2 separate regions of the Mus musculus genome follow, and region 2 is linked to region 1. Evidence: chromatin contacts called from public promoter capture Hi-C data. All regions are on one chromosome and are shown on one strand. Each heading gives the region's core, a stretch centred on a gene start, on an enhancer-like site or on the middle of the called end of the contact. The rest is flanking DNA. Distances are from core to core; before and after follow the strand shown. Region 1 holds the start of Slc8a2 (solute carrier family 8 (sodium/calcium exchanger), member 2). Region 2 holds the start of Bhmg1 (basic helix-loop-helix and HMG-box containing 1).

Region 1 (5,162 bases), core at 885-3,384:
CCAATTGTTCGTCCAGGTTCAGTCCTTCAGGAACACCAGGGTCAGTGGACTAATGTTTGCCCGCCCAGAGGCAGGGTCTATTTGATCCCTTTTTGCTGTCACACTGATTCCTCCCCCCCATCTCCTAGTCTTGGAAGAGGGACTCAGGAGAGAAAGCACTAGATAAATATTTGTGAAACACTTGGACAAGAGGCCTGAGCATTGTCTGTCTGTGGCTGGGGCGGCCACAGTTACTGCTCCAGGCTTTCTCCTCTGAGTCTTGAAAGCTAATCTGGGTGTAGACTCAATGTCGAAAGGATCAGGTTGAGTCCAGGGAGGGCCGGCAGGGCAGATGGTAGCACCCTCTCAGTGTTGCATCTTCAAGGCCGTCTCTCCACCAACCTCATAGGCTGCTGGCCAGCTGGGATAGTGGTGAGTGTCCTGTTCTGCCTGGCCTGTCTCTGGGGGATTCTGGAAAGTCAGGTGGAACTCCTCAAGGCAGCCATAGAGGGTGAGGACCTGGCGCGTATACTGACTGCTGGGGGTGGGGGCGATCCAAAGCAGAGTGGGAATACAGAATTCAGAACACACATACACACACACACACACACACACACACACACACACACACACACACACTACTCTTTCCATCAACCACACAGGGCCCCACCACACACACAGTTGCAGATTGCAGACTAAACTGAGACCAGTAGGGAGAGAAAGGACTTGGTCAAGTCAGAGGCAGAACACAAATGTGGCATTAAGGCGTGGAGCTCCTAACCCAGTGATCTTTTAAGCCATCTGGAATCCCCACGCGCCTTCCACGCAGGGCGGGTATCTTGTAGGCAGAAAGCTCACCCCAGCTCTGGCCCAGGTGTTGGTTAGCACCTCGCCTACCTTCTCTGGAGCCCTTCCCGAGGGAAGGAAAACGTCAGGCTGAGCCCCTTTGTAGAGTCCCCAGAAGGTTTCTGCTTTCCCACCCAACCTCGCTGTGAAGGTGTGAGGCTGGAGGAAGTGAGACTGTGAGAAGGACCTGTCTAGCCTGATCTTAGAACAGTGCCCAGGAGTAGCACAGTGCCTCAGAGTTGTCCAAAGAATGAATGGACAGTGAGAGATATGGGAGTTAGACTTTGGAAGGACTGGTCAAATGTTATTACACTGGTTAGGCTGTAGGCAGGACCAGTCTCAGAAAGTCAAGGTTGAGAGGATGGAGAGACCTGGGCTAAAATGGGGTGAGGAGGAGTTGGGGGCACTTCAGGCCCTCGGGGGAGTCCACACTGCGGGGAATCTGCCTCCTCCAGGTTCCCCGTGCATCAGGGGCGGAGACAGAGGTGTGTGGGTGTGAGTTGGCTGCAGGCAGAGGGAGAAGAGGGAGGGGAGAGACAGACCCAGGTGCCCAGAGACGGACAGACAGACATACACCATACACATGGCGCACGCTGAAAGCGGAGCAGCCAGGACTCAGAGCCAGGGCTCAGAAAGCCCCCGCACTTGACGATGCGGCGCAGCCTGGATTCCCGCAACCCCAGAGGCTCCGGACGGCCACGCCGGGCTCTTACCTGCCTTGCGGCCGGGCCGGTCCCCGCTGGGCCCCCGCGGTGGGCGCCTCCGCCCGAGGAGAAAAGGGAGAAAGAGGGAGAGGAGCCGGGGACTGAGGGAGAGCAGGGAGGAGGGAGGAGAGGGGATGCGAGGAGGGGAACCGGGAAGGGGCCGGGAGGAGGGCGGAGCCCAGGGGAGGGGGCGGGGACAGAGAAAAGGGGGGAGTTGAGAGAGCAGCCCCGGAGAGGGGGCTAGACTGGAGAGGTAGGGGAATACAGCTTGGGAGGAGGCCGGGGGAAGGGGGCGGGGACAGAGGAACTGGGGCGGGGGAATCAGCCGTTAAGAGAGTCTAGGCTGAAGGAGGGAGTTGCCGCTGACGGGAGGGGGTGGGACAAGTGAGCTGGGGAAAGGACCACCAGGAGGTGGGAGAGAGGAAATTTAGGCAGGGTGGTGTGTGGGAACAGGGTAGTTGTGGGTTGGAGGACAGGGACAGCCTGGAAGAGGGAGGAGTTGAAGGAGGAGAGAGAGTGGGCACAGGGGAGCTGGGGAAAGGACCACCAGGAGGAGGGATATAGTCGCTGGAGGAAAAGAGGAGCCAGGAGAGGGTAGGGTTTATGGGAGGGAGTGAGGCCTGGGAGCTCAGACTAGAGAACCGCCGAGGGAGGAGCCAATATGAGGAGGCGTGACCAGGGGCGGGGCTACAGAACAGAGACTATGCCCTGCAAAGGGGCAGGAGGGAGGAGCCCGGAAAGGGGCGTAGCCAAGGAAGCTAGTGGGTGGTAGAGGGGCTTGGCAGGGCTGGGGCTGCAGGTTGCCCAATCTTGGGGTTCAGCACTAGAATCCGAGGACAGCGATGGAGGGCGCAAGTTCGTACACCAGTCTGTGCTGTGGTATCCCAGTCCCTCTCTTTGATCACACACGCATAGCAACCCCTCCATACAAGGGCCCAGAGATGTAGTCATTGCTACAAATAGCCACAGGCTGGCAGACCTGGGGGAAGTGGGGGAAGGAATGTCGGGAGGCAGATCTTTCCAAGTTCACAGGCTCAGCCTGCTCAGAGCACCTTACAGAAGACAGGGAACTGCTACCAGAGTGCCCAGGTACGACAAGAACCATTCCCTCTGCCCCTGCCACGCCAAAACACGGTCTCACTCCCAATCCCCAGAGGTAGATGTTGTTAGCTCCATTTTGACATTACGAGGGGGAAACTGAGGCAGCAACTGTGGCTTCAGGTTCTGTATCTTTACCGCATGCTGTACTGCCTCTTGGCTCGCAAGGCAAGGAAGGATCAAGATCACCCAGTGTGGCGGCACACATCTGTTTGATCCCCATACTCAGGGGGCTGAGACAGGAGGATGGCTGAGTTCCAAGCCATCCCCATAGCAAGACCTAGATCAAAACAGTTTTGGGGGAGGGGGCTGATGATGTGGACCAGTTGGTAGCATGTTTGCCAAACATGCACTAAGCCTGGGCTCTGCCCTCAGTACAGTATACACTATGCATGGTGGTGCATGCCTGCAATCCCAGCAATCAAGAAGTGGAGGTGAATCAGGAGTTGAAGGTTACCCTTGGCTAGAGGCCAGCTTTAGCTACATAAGACCCCTTCTTAACTTCCCCCCAACTGCCAAGTCCTAAGCCAAACGTCCTAGGATTCTGAAGCCTTCAGGTGGTTGACTACAACTAGGTGCACAGGTGCAAGCACTCATGCCTGCAAGTGCACACATGCACACACCTCAGGATGTGTGCATCACTCGCCTTCCCATCACTACCCTCAGGACAAACGCCACTCCAGGCTCCCTCTTTCTAGAGGACAGGTGACAGGTGCTGAGCACAAAATGGTACAACAGGAAGAGAAGGCTGGCTTTGCCAGCAGCGTGCCCGCTGCCAGCTCTGGAGGGACACTCTTGGGCCTGCTGCCAGGAGAGGGAAATTCCAACTCCCTGAAGCTTCCCACGCTTCGGCCTGGCTTTTGGAAGTTGGAGCCTGGGAAGTCAGGATCTTGGCATCTGATGTCCTTTGCAGTGCAGGAGGGTGGTCAGATTTACAGGTGGACTTCCCTAGCAGGAGTGACAGCTACCTACCCAACCCCACAAACACATATTCCTCCAAGGAAGCGTCCAGGCCCCACCCCCAGCCTGGAGTCCCTCTCTAATATTTTACCAACCCTACAGACCCCAATTCTATTCCTGGTTAGGGGTTGGGGAAGCAACATTTTCTCTGGGCTAAATTCCTCTGGGCCTTGGGTTAGAGACTCTGATGGAACCATGGGGGTGGTGACTACTCTTGTCTCTCCGATCCTTTTGGGCTGTTTAGCTGAGCCCCAATACCTACTTGAGCACAGTATCTCCTTGGGCCTGTCTGCCTTGGTCTAGCTTTGACACTCCACACCAGAATCTATGCTCACTTACTTTGTTAGCCTTGGTCCATGACCAGTCTAATCCCTTTTCTTTCAAGACCAGCCCCCTCCTAAATGGACCAGTAACAGGATCACTTCTTCTCTGGGGCTGAGGGGGTCTGCAGAGGCCTTACTGGGTTCACTGGAGATGCTGAAAATCCCCAAAGATTCCCTAGTCTCCATGGGTCTCCCAGGGGACCCGACAGAGCCTGAAGCCCCTGGTGAGTTCTCACTTGCCCCTCAGTGCTGACTCCTTGTCTGTGGCCTTATTCATCCTAGGTTGAGACAATGAACCTCAGTGGCATTTGTCTGGGACTCTACTTCCTGAGTTTAGCTCACCAGAGCAGAGAATGGCTCCATAGTTTTCAAAAATGCACCCTCCACACACTGTAACTTTCTTTCTTTTCTCTGGGTCTAACCTAGGAATCTCTGCGAAGTCCTCCTCCTCCTCAGTTCTTTGAGAGTGAATTAAACATTGTAGAACCTGGCACACAGTAAGTACTTGATAGATGCTTGCCAGACAAAGGAAATTAAGACAGCCAGGACAGCTTTGTTGCTCTGAATGTGTAAATGGTCCTCAGGGACCAACACCTGATGGGAGCAGAGGTTGGCTGAGAACATCCCTTTTCAAATGGCTCAGACAGGAGTTATCAGCTAGGGTCACACAGCACACCAGGGTGGGTCAGGGACTCTTAGAATTCCCCTTCTGAGGGAGTCCAAGGGGCACACTCCTCTTCTAAGATGCTTCGCTCCCCATCAACAATGATAGATACGAGGTGCCCACACCTGAGAAGATGGAGTGCTCAGGAGGCTGGGTGTTCCACAGGCCTGGGCCCAACTCTGTCCCCAAGGCCCTGCTGATGTTTCCTCTGCTCCACTTGATGACGAAGCCGTGTCAAGACCAGTTCAGAGGCCTGGATCAGGCTGTGCTGTGGGGACAAGAGAGGACGGTAAGCTGTGACAGGAGAGGGACACATGTCAGACCATACTGGGCAGAGACTAGACCACAGGGTGTTGGATGAGAATTGATCTCCCAAGTAGGAGGGAACAGAGGCTAGACTTGGGTGGGGGATACAGCTTTAGGTCAACTTCCTGTGGGAGGGGCAAATTAGACCCAAGTAGAAAGAACTGAGATTGGAGATCAGCAGAAGGCTGGGCATGGTGCTCCGGTAGCTGAGACACAGGGACTGAATTCTGGAACAGCTTGGCTATACAATGTGACTCTGCCTTGCAAACCCAAGGGTTGGGG
Region 2 (5,162 bases), core at 1,453-3,952, 3.0 Mb before region 1:
GAAATGAAGATCTACACTTAAGGCACCGCCTGAATCCAGTGAGTTAATACACACACAGCTGAAACCGAACCTGGGCATTTCTTAGAAAAAGATGCTAGCAATAAAGGGGTAGGGCTGGGGACGGGGGTGTCCCCTGCATAAACTGTGGTGTACATAGGCTATTGTCAGGTTTTGAGAAAATGTCTGGGGGGCTGGACTGAAGAATAGGAAATCTTTTAACAACTTGAATCCAGTCAACATTCCTGGGACGGGAGCTTTCCACCAACAGCTTTGACGCTGGGACTTAACTTTCCTAACAAAAATATCAATTTTTATGGAACCTCCCTTTAGCTATCTTCAGAATGGCCTGCTTGTTCTCACCATACATATAAGGTCACAAGAGGGTTACAGAGAGACCTGTGCAGGTCACAAAAGAGAATAAGGAACCTGAAAGCTGGACTGCCCACACAAACCACTATATCTAGATACGACCGGGGCTAGAAGGGTGCTAAAGGTTGTCTCTATGGACCCCATCTGGTCATATCAACCCAGAGTTCTGTGGCTGTCCAGTTTATTGGTAGTTTTTGGTTAGATTAAGACACGATATTGACAGCCACGCTCCTAACTCACGCACCCTACAACGCCTCCTGGTCCTAGAAGCTAACCTGGACCATCGATGACTTCTACCTCCCATCTCTTCAACTGGCCTTGCCGCCCCACCTCGCAATCCCGCAACCCAACCCAATGCATCCGTGGTTAGCCTCTCCCTTCACTCATTTATCCCGGACTCCTATGCCTTTCCATATAACCAGGCTAACTAACCTCCCTCGAAATTACCCACTCAGGGTCTCTGATCTATTCAGCCAGGACTCCAACTCCGCGCCTCACTCCTCCAGCTCCCAATCCCCTTGATAGCTGATTCCAAAGCTCGACTCTCTCCACCTCCAAGACCCCTCCCTAGCCCCCATTCTTCTACTTCCTCGGGCTCCCGTTCCTCTCAATCCCCACCCACAGTGATCTCCCCACACCCAGCCCTTTCTTTAGCCTCAGTTTGCTTCCTCTCGAACCCAAGTCCTGAACACCCCGCTCATACTCTCAAGCACCCGCAGGACCCAGCTTGGGGCTCTCACCATCTCCCCGCGCTGCAGCTCTCCCGACTACGCGGGTTTCCCCCACTCGCTCCTCTCCAGCCTCCCCTTCCGGGTTCTGGCCCCGAAGCCCACTGGGAATTAGAGTACGGGCGGCCATGGACTACAGCTCCCAAGATGCAATACGGTAACTTGGAGGTGGAGTAGGAAACAAACTAGGCGGGCTGAGAGACAGAAACTCTAATTACCAGGAGGCTAAGGGCACACTAAAATACGCAGGCGCAGAAAATTCTCCCGCGAGGGTATCTGGGAAATAGAGTCCAGCCGCCTCCATTTTGGCCCGAGGCCCTTGAAAAGAGAATCGAGGCTACTTCAAAGGGACGTTAGCGAGGGATGAAGAGTTTAGGAAGAACAACTTTATTGATTTATCATGTTAGTTGACAAATAATTAATAATATATGAGTTTTCCCAAACTTTCTCTCCCATTTCTCACCTTCATCTCACTCCCCACACTTGCCTACCACCACCTCCTAATTGGCAAATAAAGAAAACAAGATATCGAAGTGAGGAAAAGCCCAGGCACTATGTTCACATCACAGGTAGAACAGAGCCTCCAGAAGGGCAGGAATCTTGGCAGCATTTCCAAAATGTACGGTTTGAATCTGCCGTGGTGGCACACACTTTTAATCGCACCATTTTGGACGCCGAGGTTAGTGTACCTCTGTGAGTTTGAGACTAGCCTGGTCAAGGGTATGAGACGCTGTGTCAAAAAATAAAGATGAAGCTGGAAAGACTACTCAGAGGTTAGGAAGACATCGCTCTTGCAGAGAATTTGCATTTGCCCCTGAAGATGCCCCTAGAAGCCCCTGTCTAAAACTCCAGCTCTAGGGGCATCTGATGCCTCTGGCATCTGGGGACACCTGCGTGCAGTATTCCTCCCCCCCACCCCCCCAACATGTATACCTAGTTAAAACTAAAATGCTTTTTAAAAATAAATTGTGTAGTTTGTAACCTGAGTTACAAGGTAGTGCATTCCTTGCGTTCCAGACAGACCTGAGACAAAACGGTTACAAGTAGTAGGCAAGCCTGGGCTATATAGCAAGACTGGATCCACACTCAGACACTAAAGGTTACTTTGTTTGCAGCTACAGGAACTGGCATTTCCATGGGGTCTACAAAGCCTCGTTTCAGGGAAAGGTGGCGAAGTTAGCCGCCTGAACAAGGTACTTGACACACAGTGGTCTTTAAGCAGATGCGCCCTAAAGCGAAAGGGTCGGATGGGGACACAGGAGGGCCAGCAGGGGGAGTACAGACACCTCGCGCTTGCGGACACCTGGCAAATCCTGCTGGGGTCTGAGGTAAATAGGTCAGGGGGCGGGGCAAAACAGAGGGCGTGGCCTGAGGAAAGGGCGGGTAATGGAGCAAGAGCTGATTGGCTGATGCTGCGAGCGCGGGAGCGGGAGCACGTGTCGGAGCTGTGGCCCGTGCCCTGCCCCGGGTGCGCGTGCGCACTCGCCGCACTGCCCTTTTCCAACGCTCCTCTGCTCGTGCCTGGCACCGCGTGGCGGGAACGTGGAGGGGGCGTGGCCTCGCCTCAGGCGCTCTGGTGCCTTCGCGCCACAGCCTCGCGCCCTGCCATTCTTCGCTCGGTCTGCGCGTCGGGAGGCACGCGGTCTGCATCCCTGGGACCCCGCGAGCCGCGGGAGCCGCGCGAGCCGCTGCCGGAGCCTTCAGACTGTCGAAGCGTGAGCCCAGTGCCAAAGCAGAAGTCGAGGCTTAACGCCATATTGCAAATCTTGAGGTGAGTGCTGGTGACCAACGGGTGTGGGGCGGCAGACGCCCTGGCTCTAGCTGGCTTGAGGTAGCGGGGAGATGGTGAGGAGTCGTCAGAGTCACACCCTGCGGCCGTGACCCCCTAGGGAGCTCTAGGTCGGATGGAGAGGGACCCCAGAGCTCGAGACCGGTTTGAGGGTAGACTTTGTGTTTGAGGGAATCCAGGCTGGGTTTCTGGAAAGTTATTAGTGGCGTTTGAGACATGGGGTCTCCTGTTCGAGGCTCGGCTTTTGGAAGCTGAAGACGGGAGATCTGGAAATCTTAGTTTGGGGTTCCAGGGGTTACGTTCGGAGGGTCAGAGGTCTAATTTGACAGGGTTGGGGCTTTTCAGTATCAGTGGAGACCATCAAAGCAGGAAAATAGGCTCTGGAGTGGGCACGGCTTGGGTCTTTGAGAATTAATTTTAAAGCCTGGAGTCGTCGTGCTACTCATTGCGTATAGGTGTCAATTTAGGGTTCCAGGTCTCAGTGGGATGCATGCGTGAGGTCTAAGTTTTCTAAGAAGGAAATCACAATGTGAGGATCTGAAGGGACAGTTTTAGAGTTTAGAGATATTTATTGTAGGACATGAAACACATTTTTAAAAATTATTTTTTCGAGGCTGGAGAGATGGCTCAGTGGTTAAGAGCATTCACTGCTCTAATGAAGGTCCTGAGTTCAAATCCCAGCAACCACATGGTGGCTCACAACCATTTGTAGTGAGATCTGGTGTCCTCTTCTGGGGTGCCTGAAGACAGCTACAGTGTACTTACATATAATAAATAAATAAATCTTTTTAAAATTTTTTTTTCACTTTACATCCCAATATCAGCCCTCCTCTCCTCTCAGTCCCTCCTACCCCTCTGGTAGGTCCTCCCCCAGTGCCCCTCTCCTTCTCTTCTGAGAAGGGGAAGCACCCCTTGGGTATTCCCACTACATTTGGGGTGGTGAGGGTTTTTCTTTTTTCTTTTTTTTTTATACCCTGGATATCCTTCCTCTAGGATTTGGGGTTTTCAGTGTTAAGGCTTGTGGTCTGAGCTGGCTGTGGTAATTCACACATATAACCTTTTATGATTTGGAGTCCAGCCTGACTACATAAACCTGAGCTGGTATAAGGTGAGACTGTGTGGGGGTTGGGGGGCAGTTAGTGGTTTGTGATCTTGATATTAGGAGTGTAATCCTATTTGAGGTTCAATAGTCAACATTTTGCACATCCATGACTTTTGGTTTGTTTTTGTTTTTGTTTTTTGAGACAAAGTTTCTCTGTATAGCCCTGGCTGTCCTGGAACTCACTTTGTAGACCAGGCTGGCCTCGAACTCAGAAATCTGCCTGCCTCTGCCTCTCGAGTGCTGGGATTAAAGGCATATGCCACCATGCCCAGCTTTTTTGTTTGGTTGTTTTGTTTTGTTTTGTTTCATCCAGGACTTTTTATTTATCTGTTAGTTTGTTTAGTGGTGGCATAGGATTTTGTTTGCTTTTGTCTGATTTTTTTTTTTTTTTTTAAATGAGACAGGGTTTTACTCTATAGCCCTGGCTGGCCAGGAACTCACAGAAATCTGGCTGCCTCTGCTTCCAGAGTCCTGAGATTAAAGGGATAGGCCACCAGTCCGGGTTAGATTTTTTTTCTTTTTTTTTTCTTTTTAGTTTTTCAAGTCATGGTTTCTCTGTGTAGCCCTGGCTGTCCTCAAACTCAGAAATCAGCCTGCCTCTGCCTCCCAAGTGCTGGGATTAAAGGCATGTGCCACCACTGCCCGGCTGCCACGGACCGGGCCTAATTGGGCCCCCTCAATCCGTGGGAATCAGGGGCAGCTAGATTTTTTTTCTAAGATTTACTTATTTCTTATATGTAAGTACACTGTAGTGTGTGTCTTCAGACACACCAGAGGAGGGCATCAGATCTCATTACAGATGGTTGTGAGCCACCATGTGGATGCTAGGATTTGAACTCAGGACCTCTGGAAGAGCAGTCAGTGTTCTTAACCGTTGAGCCAATCTCTCCAGCCCTAGATTTTTTTTTTAAACAAATCTGAAATTCCAGTTTCCCATTTTTCTTTTTATTGTGATCTATTTTTTAACCCCTTGATTGTGTGAGGGAGTGAGATAAGGCTCTGCCTCACGTTGTTTACTACGTTAGATAGGGCGGCCAGTTCTGTCAGAGGGAACCGATTTTTTTTTTTTATTATTTTATGTGTGAGTGTTTTGCCTGCATGTATGTATGTGTACTACATGCATGGAATTTCTGGGGTAAATCAGAAGAGGGCATCAATTCTCTGCAACTTGAGT

What was found. Capture Hi-C pulls out chosen DNA fragments and counts their contacts.
Region 2: a promoter capture Hi-C map of adipose tissue shows a contact between it and region 1, with 2.3 times the contacts expected there. The contact joins the promoter of Bhmg1 here to the promoter of Slc8a2 in region 1. A contact is called at or near these places in 2 of 39 promoter capture datasets (embryonic stem cells and hippocampal neurons), 1 of 115 datasets of contacts at active chromatin or transcription factors (astrocytes) and 3 of 9 other capture datasets (adipose tissue, liver and pancreatic islet).

The regions. Positions count from the first base shown.
Region 1 is chr7:16,126,798-16,131,959 of GRCm38.p6, reverse strand. Slc8a2 (solute carrier family 8 (sodium/calcium exchanger), member 2) reads right to left here and starts at 2,134. Exons shown (of 10, transcript NM_148946.3): 1 at 1,539-2,134. It overlaps Kptn (kaptin), which reads right to left. Exons shown (of 12, transcript NM_133727.2): 12 at 4,444-4,842. The coding sequence ends at 4,717.
Region 2 is chr7:19,115,884-19,121,045 of GRCm38.p6, reverse strand. It overlaps Bhmg1 (basic helix-loop-helix and HMG-box containing 1), which reads left to right and starts at 2,702. Exons shown (of 13, transcript NM_001370811.1): 1 at 2,702-2,868. Fbxo46 (F-box protein 46) reads right to left here and starts at 1,187. Exons shown (of 2, transcript NM_175530.3): 1 at 1,110-1,187.